2 separate regions of the Sus scrofa genome follow, and region 1 is linked to region 2. A link is a contact called in public Hi-C data. All regions are on one chromosome and are shown on one strand. The core of a region is the stretch at or near the end of the contact, and the rest is flanking DNA. Distances in the headings are between cores, read along the strand shown. Region 1 overlaps ICA1 (islet cell autoantigen 1). Region 2 overlaps UMAD1 (UBAP1-MVB12-associated (UMA)-domain containing protein 1).

Region 1 (7,122 bases), core at 3,635-6,134, 440 kb before region 2:
AATAGAGAAATAAAACATAAATTGTAATGTAGTTCCCATACAAGTTATGAACCAAAATATCAGAGTTGAAACAAAATATATTAGTCTAATCAATAAATATAAATGGGCTTAACTCACCTATTAAAAGATTCTCCGCTAGACTCACCAAGAAAGACTCAAGTATATATCGTACGCAAAATAAAATTATTCAACAAAACTAAAAATAAAAGGATAAGCAAAATAAACAAAGCAAGTAGAAATAATAAGAAAACAGATGCAGCAATATCGATATTTTAAAAGGCCTTTTATATGAAAAAAGGACATATTTTAATGCTAAAAGCCACAATTCACAATGAAGATAAAAACATTTAAGGGGGAGTTCCCGCTGTGGCTCAGTGGTTAATGAATCCAACTAGGAACCATGAGGTTGCGGGTTGGAGCCCTGGCTTTGCTCAGTGGGTTAAGGATCTGGCGTTGCCATGAGCTGTGGTGCGGATTGCAGATGTGGCTCGGATCCCGCGTTGCTGTGGCTGTGGCGTAGGCCGGCAGCTACGGCTCCAATTGGACCCCTAGCCTGGGAACCTCCACATGCTGCGAGAGCAGCCCAAGAAATGGCAAAAAAAGGACAGAAAAAACAAACAAAAAAAAATTTAAGGGTATTTATGTATTAAATTATACAGAAGCAACTTTTATAAAGCAAAAATTACGATTTGCAAAGGAAACACAGAAAGAAACCCTTACTAATAGAAAAATTTAGCATAGTATTCTCAGTATAAGACAAATCTAGTAAAAAGTTGAAGATATCAAAGATTTAAACATAATCAATAAAGATCTATATCACAGTTTACACCTAGATAACATAAATGCACCTTTTTCTTAAGTGCACATGAAACATTCACCAAAAAATGCCCTATGTAAATTGAATTTCTTGGAAAATAATGAAAAATACCACATAGCAGAATTGTGGAATACATATGGAGAAATGATCAAAGGAATATTAGAGCCTTAAACACTTAATTAAAATCAAAGATGGCAATAAATAGTATAAAAAGCTGGAAAAGGAACAAGGAATAAACTAGAATAAGCAAAAGGAAGGAGATCATATAACATATTTCCTCTAACATATCATATTTCATATAACATAGAAATTAAGGCAGAGAACAGAAAAACAGTAAATCTAATGAATAAATTAATTATATAAGCCACTAGAAAACTCAAGAAAAACAATGGAGAATGCACACATACACAAAGAGAAATAATTATTGGACTCAAAAGAATTTAGAAATATAAAAATTGAATTGTAGGCCTCTCTGCAAATTTCAAAACCTAAGTGAAATGGATAATTTCCTAGAGAATTAGTTTAGCAAAATTGTTCTCATTAGATATAGCTTACACAGAAAAATTGCTTAGAAGAAATAGAAAAAGTTATCAAAGAACAACCCCCCAAGAAAACACCAGGCCCGGATGATTTTTACAGGGAAATTCTGCCAAACCTTCAAGGACCAAATAGTTCTATAAATGTTTCATAAATTGTTTAAGAGTATTGTGAATGAAGGAAATTTTTGAATTGTTTTTATTAGGCAAGTGTACTTTCAATAACTAAACCTGATAGATACAATACAAAGATTATAGACTGGTATCATTTATGAATATTAATGTAAAATTTCTAAATAAAATATTAGAGAATAATTTGATACCACATGGAGAAAATAATATGCCATGACCAGGTAGAATTTATTTCAGGAATGCAAGGATGGCTTAATATGGGGAAATCAATTAATTTAATATCCCTATTAATAGATCTGAAGAAGAAAATCATGCAATTTTTTTTAATAGATTCTGAAAACCTTTTACAATATTCAGCACTGATGCCTGATAAAGTCACTCAAAGAAAAAGAATTGATGGATATTTTCTGAAAAGACATGATCTTATGATCAAATATAAACATCATTAATCTTAAAGCCATCTTAATGGAGAAGCACTAGCGATATTTCTACTAAGATTAGAAGCAAAGTAAGATTACTAATTGTCTTGCCTCCATTCAACACTGTACTAGAAATATTGGCCCATACAAATAGATGTGAGAAACCAATTAGAGGCATAAGAATTGGAAAAGAAGCAGAACTTCTAATTGCAGATGATATAATTATGGACCTGGAAAAGCCCTAAAGAATCAATGGTAAAACCAAATAAAATAATAAGTGATTTCAGAAGTTGATAAAAGAATATACAAAAATAGAGAAAAACTCTATAATAGCAATAAAAAGATGAAATAATTAGAACAAATTTAACATGAAATGTGAAAATATTTATAAGGAGAATTGTAAAATATCTCTGAAAGATGTAAATAGACTTGACCAAATGGAGGATAAGAAACAATTTCTGTTTCAAATATATAATCACATTGAAGAAAGAGGGGGAAACAAACCCAAGTAGCTGTGAATGCAGTATTACGATAGTGTGTTCTCAGGCTGAAAACATAACTCTAATCAAATATTGAACTTTGGTTAGCAGACCTTTGTTTCTTCAGAAGCTCAGGTTAGCAATTCTGAAATCATTTTTTTGTACATTCTAGGATTGAGCAAATACGTTGTGGATAGTGGGAGTCAGGTTTTGTATTTTGTGAGAAGGAAGTTATAATCAGGGTAAAAGAAAAAAAACAGAATGAACCCTGCAGTATTGGATTGAAATTGGAGCTATAGGTGTGAATTTATGGGTTCTAATACATACATTCACATACATAGACACATACATACACATATACATATGTATGTAACTGGATAGAGAGCTGCATGGATATAATATGTATACATGTGTGGTGCACATGAGTGCACGTGTATATGCACATATTTGTTTGTCTGTGTGCATAAACATTCCCTAGTTCTGTCCTCTGAGGAAGGTCCTCTGTCCTGGAAGCAATTGCATCCCAGTAGCAGTGGGCCTACATAGAGCCAAGATCTTTGTTTCTATATACCCTGTTCTCCATTAAAAGGAATCAGGGCTCTGTGGAGAAATAGCTGAATTCCAAATTGGGGCAGGGAAAGAATTAGAACACCTTGTTATGCCCCAAAGTAAGAATGTGCTTAAAGAATGCAAGGACATTGCAGAATGACAAGGAACTAGCTTTAAGGGACTCCCATAGGACAAATCTGGTATAATTTAATCATTAAAATAAATGACTAATTTAAATAAATAATGTTAGTAAACTTGATGTTCTTGAGTAAAGTAAGGATCCATGAGCTACACTCTTATAAACAAACATGTAAACAGATAAATAAGGAAGAAGGGAAAGCTTTACTAGAAAGCTCGCTAATACATATAGAAGGAATGATGGACTTAGAAAATCCTCTTTTGCCAAGCCATCATAAAAATAATTGACGCAGGAGTTCCTGTCATGGCTCAGGGGTTAACGAACCCAACTAGCATCCATGAGGACATGCGTTCAATCCGTGGCCTCGCTCAGTGGGTTGAAGATCCCGTGTTGCCATGAGCTGGGGTGTAGGTTGCCAACGTGCCTCAGATCCCACATTGCTGTGGCTCTGGCATAGGCTGGTGGCTACAGCTCCGATTAGATACCTAGCCTGGGAACCTCCATGTGCCAGGGAGGGTGGCTAAAAAGGCAATAATAATAATAATAATAACTGATACAGTCAATCAAGAATTATCCATGAATACTAAAACTGAGAGATGAAAGTTTAAGAATAGGATGTTTACATTGTCTCCAAGCATATCCCTTTGGAGAAATTGGAGGAACACCACTCTAACAAAAAGATTAAAGTTAACATTGCTGTGAATGGGACTGACCAACAGTATGTGCCCCCTAACATGTTGCATAGGGAAAATACCAGAACCATGTTTGCAGTGTGCTGCCAGGGGTGCACAACCTTAATCTGGTCATGAGGACACATAGGACCATCCAAAAAGTGGGACATTCTGTGAAACACTAGGTCTGTACAAAGACAGACTCAGGAACCATCAGATTAAAGGAGACTGAAAAACCATGATGACTAAATGCTGTGTGTGATTTTAGATTTTCTTTTGCTATAAAAAATATTGTGACAATGGATAAAACCTCAATAAAGTTTTGTCAGTTAGATAATAATTACCTCAATGTTAATTTCCTGATTTCAATAATTATACTGTTTATCTAAGAGGACTCATTTTTAGGAAATACAAAGTGAAATATTGAGGAAACACAAAAGAACATTATGTCCACAACTGAAACAGTTGAGGAAAAAAATGTATATGTTAATGTGTATTTAGAAAAAGGAAAGACAGTGTCATAAATGTTGACGTTTTGAGAATCTAGGTGAAGTGTATCTAGGAGTACAAAGAGTTCTTGCAGCTTTTCTGGAAGTCTGAAATTATGTTTGATGACTTCATGGTTTGAACTTTAATACATTGCTTTATAATAATATTCAAATCAAGAAATTAAGTTTTGGTACATGGTGAAATGACACTGAAAAAAAGGTGACAGCAGAAGTTTATATTAATTCTACATATAATATGGTATTTATACTGTAACCATTACTGCAGTAGTTAACAATAGTGTGCCGGCATGAATCTTTGCAAATTAAGTGAAACCTGGTCTGTGTCTTTCAGATGTTACGATCTAGGGCTGGCTGATATCCATGATCTTATGCACCAAGATAGTGATTTTAGTCACTCTTGTATAAATTGGGGGTTAGGGAGGGCGGATGGGCAGCTATAATCCTGTTAGATTATTGGAGTTTATTATTATTGGAGCTTACTGGAGTCAGACAGTGGTTCCTCACATCTGCTGACTGCTCTGTAGCTATGGAATAAACAACTCTGATGGCCATTTAGTCATCCTCATACTGGAGTCAGGTCCCTGAGGAATGCCAGTGCAGTAACATTTTAGAAGCTAAATGTTTAACTTTCCAGACTGTCTGTGCAAAACAAAGCAAGGTTCACAGAAGCAAACTTCCTTGTTCAGTAAACACTTCAGCCCAGAAGAATTGAGAGATTGCACATGGAACTGTGAACTTTGCACTGTCAGACTTAGAAACTTCACAAACCAAAAATATTCTGTTGTTGATTCAAAAACCTAAAGTCTAATGATAAACTTAGTGTGGGTAAAACCTTTTAAATGATCGATTTAGTGCCTGCTCTGTCCCCCTACATGTGACTGAGTCAGGTTCAGTTGGTTGGAGCCTGGGAGGAGAAGCACCATGTCTCTGTAAGATTTTCTAAGACCTCTGAAGAAAAGTACTAAATAACCAGTTTTGATAGGTTTTAGGATCCTCCAGGGGGCACCAGAACATTCTACTGTAAGTGATCAATGTAGTTTCGTTAAGTCCAGGAAGGTTTACTATGTTACCTTGTTATAATTGATTCACCTACTGTAACTTTTTCAGTTCCAGTAACACCATTTTTTTTTTTTGGTACATTTGCTTCTCTTTTTCTTTCATACATTTGCTTTCAGAACAGTTATGAGTTTGTGGAATGTTTCTGCCTCTGAGGAGGCGGAGGAAGGAAAGAGATCATCTCTTGGACAAGCCCTTAGAAACTGGAGCCATGTCTCCTCAGGGTAAATATGAAAGCTTTCAGCCCACTCTGAGAGTAAGGATTTTCCAAATGTTCCTAATCTGGCTGGGGCGGGGGTGGGGGTGGGGGGACTTGAGGAAACTGAGAATTCATTCACTTTCTCAGTTTAATGCTGTGTATAAGCCACCCTGTTATTATCATTATTAATAATGAACACAGTGAATGTCAAATAGGCACTTCATGGTAGATTTTTATATGAATTTTATGCACAAGTCAGGGGTTGCCTGGCTACTGCATAATATTACTCAGTTCTGGTCCAGGAGTACAAAATTCCAACAGACCTCCTGAGCCTGTCCCTCCAATTAGTGGCTACCTCATTACGAATAAAGAACCCTCATTACTGTGAGCCTTCAAGTGAAATAGGATCCCCTACCTCTTGAAATCCGCCTTTCTAAGTACAGACAGTTCCCAACTTACAAACAATCCACTTAAGAACCACCAAGGCATTCAGAGGCTGCCTAGCCTCCTGCAGCTGCTGCCCCGGGCCCCCTGTCCAGCCCCCGCCCCGGGCTCCTGATCAGCTCAAGGGAGCTCTGCCCTCCCTCCTGCAGAGCCAGCTGCCCACCTGCCCGCCAGACTGTGTGCTGGGGGTTCAGTGAGGCCTCAGCGCTATCGCTGGTTTTGTAGCTGAGCTCAGCTATGGGGTAAATAGGCTTTTGTGGCCTGACCTGGGAACCGAACCACGATTTAAAAAACAACAACAACAAAAAAAAAAGAAGAAGAAGAAGAAAAAAAAAATCCTGTCTCCATGGGAAAATGTATTGTTCATTCCCAACACGGAGCCAACAAACATTAGATAACTGTGGGAGCTGGCTCCAGGCTCCTAGCACGGGGAGGAGAAGGAAGGGTGGCCACAAGTTCTGGGTTCTGGGGACAACTCTAGCACTAACCCCTCCCTTCCCCCAGTGAGGCCTTGTAAGCCTTTTAACCTCTCTGCAAAACAGTAAAACAATAGGACTGGACTAATGAGCCATAAGCCTCCTTCTAGAGCTCTACCCTTGTTTCATTCATTCGTTCATTCAGTCAGTCACTCACTGGCATTTTACTTAAGGCACCCGCTTTGTGCCAGATTCTGGGCTAAGTGTTAGGAATACAGTCAAATAAGACGGATCCTAGGAACTCAGTGTTTAGCAGGGGAAACAAATGTCTAAGCAAATGCTTGTAACGTAACTATGCTGTGAGATGATCCCTGCATGTTATGAACACTCAGGAGGGTGGCATCTAAATCCATGAAGACCCCCTCAAAGAGGGACTGCCTCCCCTGTTTGCTCCTGCCTTGTCTCTCCTGCTTTAATTCTCTCCTCTGCTCAGTCAACCAAAGCTGGTTTACTGGCAAGCATGGCTTCTTCATCCACTGTTCTAACACTTCAGCTTGGTCCCCTGGCCTCTCCTGGGAGAGTCTTTCCCTCCTCCTCCCAACCCTGAGAGGTGGAATGTTGGGCACGGTCCTGCCAGAACCATAGGCTTGATTCCTATGAGTGCTGCCCTGAATGCTGCCTTCTTCCCTGCCCTGGTGAACCACAGCCTAAAAGGCTCCCTCTCCCCCTCCTCGGAGCCTTTCCTGCCCTGACCTC
Region 2 (7,221 bases), core at 1,992-4,491:
TAATTAACTGAAAAACCCAAAACTAATTTTCAGCAAGCCAATGGTTTCATATTTATTCAAGTTAATGTTGGCTCAATAAGCACAGAGGATCTGAACTGTCATTCTAATTGTGTTTTAATTCACTGCATTAAAAATCTGCTTAAAAAAAAAACAACAAAAACAACAAGCTCTTACTTTATTTCGTCCTTGTACTTAGAAGGAATTGGAGTTCTCCTTATAAGTTCAACACCTGGGGAAACTTCATTAAGCACTATTCCCTGAAATTACCACTTCATGGTGCAAAATAGGGGCTTTATAACCTGAAGAAGTTAATGTAACGTGCACCACTGCTCAGGGACTCACAGTGAAACTGGGAAACACGGCATGCTATTAGCGTAATTAATGTTCTCATCAAACGAATGGAATGAAGGAAAAAAAAGCCTAAAAGTCAGGGTTTAAAGGATTTAGAAAAACAATGAATTCCTGATTTCATTAGCAGCTGAGAAAGACTTATAACTAATTTCTGCTCTCAAACTGTCTTTAATTCTGGTAGTTACAAGTTAAGATATAAATGGATGCTGGCAAAAGGGCCAAAGATACTAAAATAATTAGGAAATCTGTTGACTGCTATATGTAGTAAACTATAAAAAGCATTATGACACTTAAGGATGGAAAGGGTGACGCAGAAGACAGATTACATGAGTATATAGTGTTATAAAATGTTAAGAAAAGTATGTCCTACTCAAACTTGTTTGCCAAATTTCCAAGTCTAGAATTCAAGATTTCTACAATAAAGGCAATACCAACTTAAAATTTTAAATAAATTAAGACAAACAAAATATTATTCTAAGCTGTGGATAGAAAACATTAATCTTTAATCTTATAAGAGATGGTGGAAGTTCCCACTGTGGCACAAGGGGATTGGCGGCGTCTCTGCAGTGCCAGAAAAAAGCTTTGACCCCCGGCCTGGCATGGGGGGTTGAAGGATCCACTGTTGCCGCAGCTGTGGTGTAGGTTGCAACTGTGGCTCAGATCTGATCCTTGGCCGGGGAACTCTGTATGCCATCAGGCAGCAAAAAAAAAGGGAGGGGGTGTAAAACTAATTTTATAATATTTTGAAGGAGGATATGGGCGATTTTTATGGATTGTATGGCCTTAAATGTAGTCTTGCACATATATTTGGGTAGGGAATAGAGAACTTTTAAAGGTTGTTATTATAAAGAATAGATATGAATTCTCACAAAACATCCTTTGAGGTGAACACACACAAAAAAATATGGATTTGGAGCAAATACTAGAATTCTTTGCTTTCTATTAAAAGCTGCTACTGACCAGTTTTCAAATGATAAGTATTAGCCCACTGCTCAGAATTTCAAATTTGCCTCATGCCTTGAAAGTAGGATCAATTCCAGGATTTCAAGAATTTTTAGCAATTAAGGGGGGAGAGGTTTGCAATATAATAATCAGATGCAAACAGCCTTGACTAAGGTGCCTTCCTGTTTTCCCCACTGACAGAGGAACTGTAAAGTTTACTCAGTCTTCTCTTCAGTCCAGGCCTGGCTAACTTCCATAGTCCTCTTTGCGTAGACAAATATGTAGAATCTGAACATCCTCAAGTTTCTCCAACCAATCAATGACAAGTTGGATCACTTCTTTTACTCTTCATGAATTTATCATCAATCCAAACTGGCAATTTTATTTTATTTTATTATTTTTTTAATTACTCAAATGAATTTATCACATCTGTAGTTGTATAATGATCGTAACAATCTGATTTCACAGGATTTCCATCCCACAGCCCAAGCACATCCCCCCACCCCCCAAACTGTCTCCTCCAGAGACCATAAGTTTTTCAAACTGGCAATTTTAAAATCCTATAATTTCTCTGAAGATCATGAAATATCTTGATTAGTACGGACGCACAGTTTTCATTTTTTTACATTTAAATTTTAAGAAATACTAAGTGCTTTTGATCCTAATGTAAATATCCAGATTTTCCAAAGGTATTGCTTGACTTGCTATGTCATGCGGAACACCAATTAGCTTCCTTGACAAAACTGATTGAGAAAAATTTAAGTTTCAAAAACATTTCTGTTTTTAGACAGCAAAGAGGCCAAGGTTAAACCATATCATACAAGAGTAAATAATTACTTCAAAGAAATACTTGTTGAGCTACAGATGCTTCCCACAAAGAACTGTCTCTCTCGGGTTTTTTTTTTTTGTTTTTTGTTTTTGGTTGTTTTTGTTTGTTTGTTTGTTTTTAAGTACTGCATGAAAAGGCAGGTGTTAGGAATGAGGAAAAATGCCAGATCTCACAAGAAGTCATAAGAACTTACTGACAAAACAGTGAATGTCACAAGGACCAGGAAAGGTAATGAGAGTGAGATATAAATTGACCAAGATTAAACCTCAAATGCCTGCTGAGACAGGAGTTCATTAATAAGTATTTATATGGTCTCATCTGTGGTACGTCAGATTAAAAATATTTTAATAAACTATGCTGACTTCCTACTTTAAAAATACATTAATTGACGCTATTTAAGGAGTACCTATGGAACAATGACATAACACTTCACTGATTTTAAAAGCATATACAGCAGAAATTAATACATTATAAATCAGCCATACTTCAATAAAATAAAATTTTTTAAGTTTATAATTTGTTCAAATATTGTACCTGAATAATGGTGCTGAGAAGTAAAATTAAACCTTTTTCCCTAAAATTCCTGCCAGTTCTTTAAGGAATCCAAACAAGGTTTCATTCCCTACAACCTGTCTCCTTTTTATTTCCTTTCCTATTCTCCACTTCACCTGGGAATGCTGACCCTAAAGCCAATGGCTTAACCGTCAGCAGCTATCATCTAATTTCAAATACAGTCTTGTCAAGGCAACTGCACACAGCAGGTGTACAAGAAACACTGGAATTTTACCATTTAGGTATCCCAAAGTGGACAATGGCCAGCAATTCTGGCCTGTAGAAAATAAGAAAGCAGGAAAAACACAGAAATACCTATGTGTTTTGTTGCTAAATAGCCACAGCCCCTAAAAAGGGCAAATTATTGGTAAAGCCAAAGCAAGGAAACTTTCTTGAGGGAGAGCATTTGGTTACATAACCATAAACTATGGCATATTTGGTTATAAGGACAAATAAAGTTCACTGATATTCATTGTTTAGTGGAAGTTTTTATACAGCCATATTGTTGTGCAATGCTTTAACACTGACATAACAACCTAGTGTCAACTGACCTTGAACAACAGTCTATTAAATATTAGCAGGTCCTGCTTGAACCAGTGGTTAAGCATCAAATATAACGCTGAGGTAGCCAACTCAAATAGAGATGATTTAAACTCTACGACTTGATAAACACAGCGATGATTTAGTTTTTGGCATTAAGGGTGCAGGGAGAACAAACTTCTGTTTTGTTTGCTTCATTTTCAAGTTCAGCAAGTCAGATCCCATACTGGAAAAATTTCAATTCTCCCAATGCCTACACTAGACCTTGGTCACTTGTTAAACATCTTTCAGAAACTGGTTTAATTATTTCAATAGCTTACTACTGTTTAACATTCTATAGATGCTTATCAATTCAAAATAAATATAATCCTGTATGTATCAAAATGACATTTTTCTATTAACTTGGCTTTAGAATTCATTATCTCAATTGATAATAAGAAAAACATGTTGTGGTTTTGTTTTGAGGTGACCAATAAGAAAAAGTTTTATTACACTGGGTTTTCCATCACAAAATAATGGCCAAGGTTTCTGGAAGACTTAGTATAAGCAAATGCTGGGCTAAACTTTTGACATGTATTATACCATTTCATCTTTACAACAATCTGATAAATTAGGCAATATTATTCCATTTTACAGATAGGAAAACAGAGGCATAAAGATAGTAAGTAACTCTCCCAGACTGACAACTAATTAATGTTTTGTGAGACAGATCTGGACTCAGGTCTAAAGACCTCCAGAGGCCAAACTCCTGGCCACTAGAAGGACTGTTATCACTGGACTTTCCACTATACTTACCACAGATAACTTGCAGGAAATTATTTGGTCCAGTTGGCCAAAAGGATTCCTCAGGCCTGGCCCCTATCAAGCATGAATTAGCATTCAGTAAAGAAAGCCTAGATTAAACCCCCAGATGAATTCTGTACAGCAAACCTATAGATGCTTACTGAGTGCATGCAAAAGAAATGAGATGCAAAGTCAAGGAAACAAACCTCATTTCAAGAAAAAGAAAACATTCGGGATTAGTTTTTTAAAAGCAAATGTACCAGCCTTATTATTATAGTGTTTCTACATTTTATCCTAAAATTTGGCTCCTATAAAATCATGTCACCTCCCCACATTCCATACTCTTTCTTAAGTTCTATATATAAAAAGACAATATGATAAGCTTCAAGGAGATCAATTCAGCAAAAACTTATAGGTAAACAAAGCAGAAACAATCACTTTCTACTAGATGAAAATATAAGGGTAATTAAAACTTTATAGATCTGAATACATACATTAAAATAATAGTACAACCGTTGGTGTCTCATCAAAAAAACTATCATAAATAAAGTGAATCAAGTAATGCTGAGTATTTCCCATTGATTTTTCTTTTTCATCTTTTCTATGGTGGTGGTTTGTTTTCTGCAGGCTTTTGATCCCACAATGTGATGAAATACGATTTGCTCTGGAGATTAAATAACAGACAACACAAAACAAAGCCCAGATATAAGAACTGAGGGTGCAGTTGGGCAGAAACCCCAGCTTTCTGCTGGAGAGAAGGAGAAATTGTTGTTGAGGGAGCACCATTCCATCCCCGTGCTGGGCCAAGTATTTTATATGAGTTATTGAACCTAAATGTCACAGCAGCCTACTGAGACCATGTCATCATCCTCCTTTCACAGCTGAGCAAACTGAAGCCCAGAGAGGTTCATTAACTCACTACTGTCCCGGTGGTCAAGTAGAGCTGAGGTTCGACTCTAGATGTTTGACTCACTAGACAGTGGGGTTACCTCCCAAATTAACATACAAAAATGACATGCATTTTGTGAACCTAGCTCCTTTCTCTGCAAAAGACGAAAGGACTCTCAAAAAGTAGCTTTAGAGAAGCTGGTGGGCAGAGGTGCAGCCACTGAAGGAAAGGAACGCCCTCATGGAGCCAGGAAGCTGCCATGGCTGGATGAGTAGCAGGGTCTATGGGGAAAACTGAGGCATGGTGACCTCCAGCCACCCCTGCTGTTTTCAGCTTGAATGGAAAGTGGCCTGCTCTGTGGATGGCCACTGGAAGCCAGGCGCCAAGAGTCCTGGACACATTGGTAGAGGATGACATCTGCCTTCTGGATAGTAAACATTTAGAGGATCACAGTGATTCCCATCTTAACACAATGAGGAACAAGGCTATTGCTTCCTCTTTTGCCCTGTCGCTCTATAGGAAGACATTAAGAAAAGGATTATAGGATTCTGGGAACTCTTTAAAAAAAGAATAACGTTTAGAAGAAATACTTATAGGAATCAGATGAGATGAAGACAAACATGATTCGTGAAATGAAAACAAGTAAATGAGGGCTATGATGCACATCAATAAGATCACTTGAAGAGCACTCTAGAATAAAAGAAAGACAACTGGATATTAGAAAGTATTGAGTGAACAGACGTAATCTAAAGAAGCAGAAGTCCTCCACCTAAGGACAACTAGAAACTCAGCAGGTGAAGAAGCATTTAAATCTACCTTCATCAAACCTGGAGATGGAAAAATGGAGCTATAACTAAGGATCCATAGTTTAGCACAAGAGCTAGAACTTAGGAGAAAAACATGGAGCAATCTTAAAACAGAGCTTCAAAACTCCAAAGCAATCAGTGTCAGGAAGTGGATTTGACCAAGAGACATCTTCAAAGACCAAGTTTCTCAAGTCATAGTAAGCAGCATACATCTGGGAACTGAAGAGAGAAAAGACTAACTTCTATCAGGATTTCAGTGCAGCATGAACTACTAGGAATACAGAGAATGCCACTGTAATCAGAGAGCTGTTGTTGCAAGAGAAGGCACTGCAGTCACTGCGAAGGACAATGTTCAAAATACCACCCTCTCTCACTAAATGGCAAAGCACTTTGTAGTAAGGACCACAGTTCCCCCTTTACCAGGAAAAATAAAGATTTTATCAGAGAAAGAAATTCTCCAATCATGGACAGGTAATGAGAGATCCATTCCTAATGACAGCAAAACTTCAGGAACACGACTTCTACGGCAAAAATTCTATGGCAGATAATTTGTGAGTGTCCCCAAGACATCCCAATTTAAGTGAGGCAGCCTTTGGGGAGACTAGGAATAAGACTTTTGGATCAACATAAGCAAAACTGCCTTTGTAGGAATTAGTTCTGCAGAGATTCAAATCTAGAGAAAAGGATGCGGGATCTTTCCTACTGGTTCTTCAAGAAATATATATAACAGGAGTTCCTGTTGTGGCACAGCAGTTTTAGAATTCATCATGGTGTCCGTGAGGGTACAGATTTGATCCCTGGCCTCCTTCAGTAGGTTAAGGGTCCCTTGTTCCTGCAAGCTGTGGCACAGGTCGTAGACGTGGCTCGGATCTGGTGTTGCTGTGCCTGTGGTGTATGTTTCAGCTGCACCTCTGATTTGATTTGACCCCTAGCCTGAAAACTTCCATATGCTGCAGGAATGGCCCTGAATTAAAAAAAAAGGAAAGAAAGAGTGTGTAACAAACTAAAAGTGGCCTTAAAAGTTTGCAGAAGGGAGTTCCCGTCGTGGCGCAGTGGTTAATGAATCTGACTAGGAACCATGAGGTTGCGGGTTCGGTCCCTGCCCTTGCTCAGTGGGTTAAGACCCGGCATTGCCGTGAGCTGTGGTGTAGGTTGCAGACACGGCTCGGATCCAGTGTTGCTGTGGCTCTGGCGTAGGTTGGTGGCTGCAGCTCCGATTGGACCCCTAGCCTGGGAATCTCCATATGCCGCGTGAGCGGCCCAAAGAAATAGCAAAAAAAGACAAAAAAATAAATAAATATCGGGTTTTTTAAAAAAAAAAAAAAAGTTTGCAGAAGTCTTCAGTTTCTAGTCTTCAGTACAGAGTATATATTTTTGTTATCTATTTTAAGGTACAATATATGCAAATATACTGTACCTTTAACAATTAGCTGTATATTATCAGCCATACAATGAGACACCAACATCAAACGCTTTCACTGACATGTGGAATCTGAAAAAAAGGACAGACTGAACTTCTTTGCAAAACA

The links. Hi-C and Micro-C count contacts between places; a contact is called where the count stands out from the background.
Region 1: a Hi-C map of liver shows a contact between it and region 2, with 1.6 times the contacts expected there. The contact joins two enhancer-like sites. A contact is called at or near these places in 3 of 47 Hi-C or Micro-C datasets (liver and skeletal muscle).

What each region holds. Positions count from the first base shown.
Region 1 is chr9:78,433,578-78,440,699 of Sscrofa11.1, reverse strand. All of the region lies in intron 6 of ICA1 (islet cell autoantigen 1), which reads left to right. Among named protein-coding and RNA genes, the nearest start is that of ICA1, 78 kb to the left of the region's middle. Within about 2 kb of position 4,884, at least 24 of the 83 cell types and tissues checked have an H3K27ac peak or open chromatin away from gene starts, as enhancers often do. A contact at or near this core is called in liver, where this site is marked.
Region 2 is chr9:77,991,836-77,999,056 of Sscrofa11.1, reverse strand. All of the region lies in intron 2 of UMAD1 (UBAP1-MVB12-associated (UMA)-domain containing protein 1), which reads right to left. Among named protein-coding and RNA genes, the nearest start is that of UMAD1, 81 kb to the right of the region's middle. Within about 2 kb of position 3,241, at least 8 of the 83 cell types and tissues checked have an H3K27ac peak or open chromatin away from gene starts, as enhancers often do. A contact at or near this core is called in liver, where this site is marked.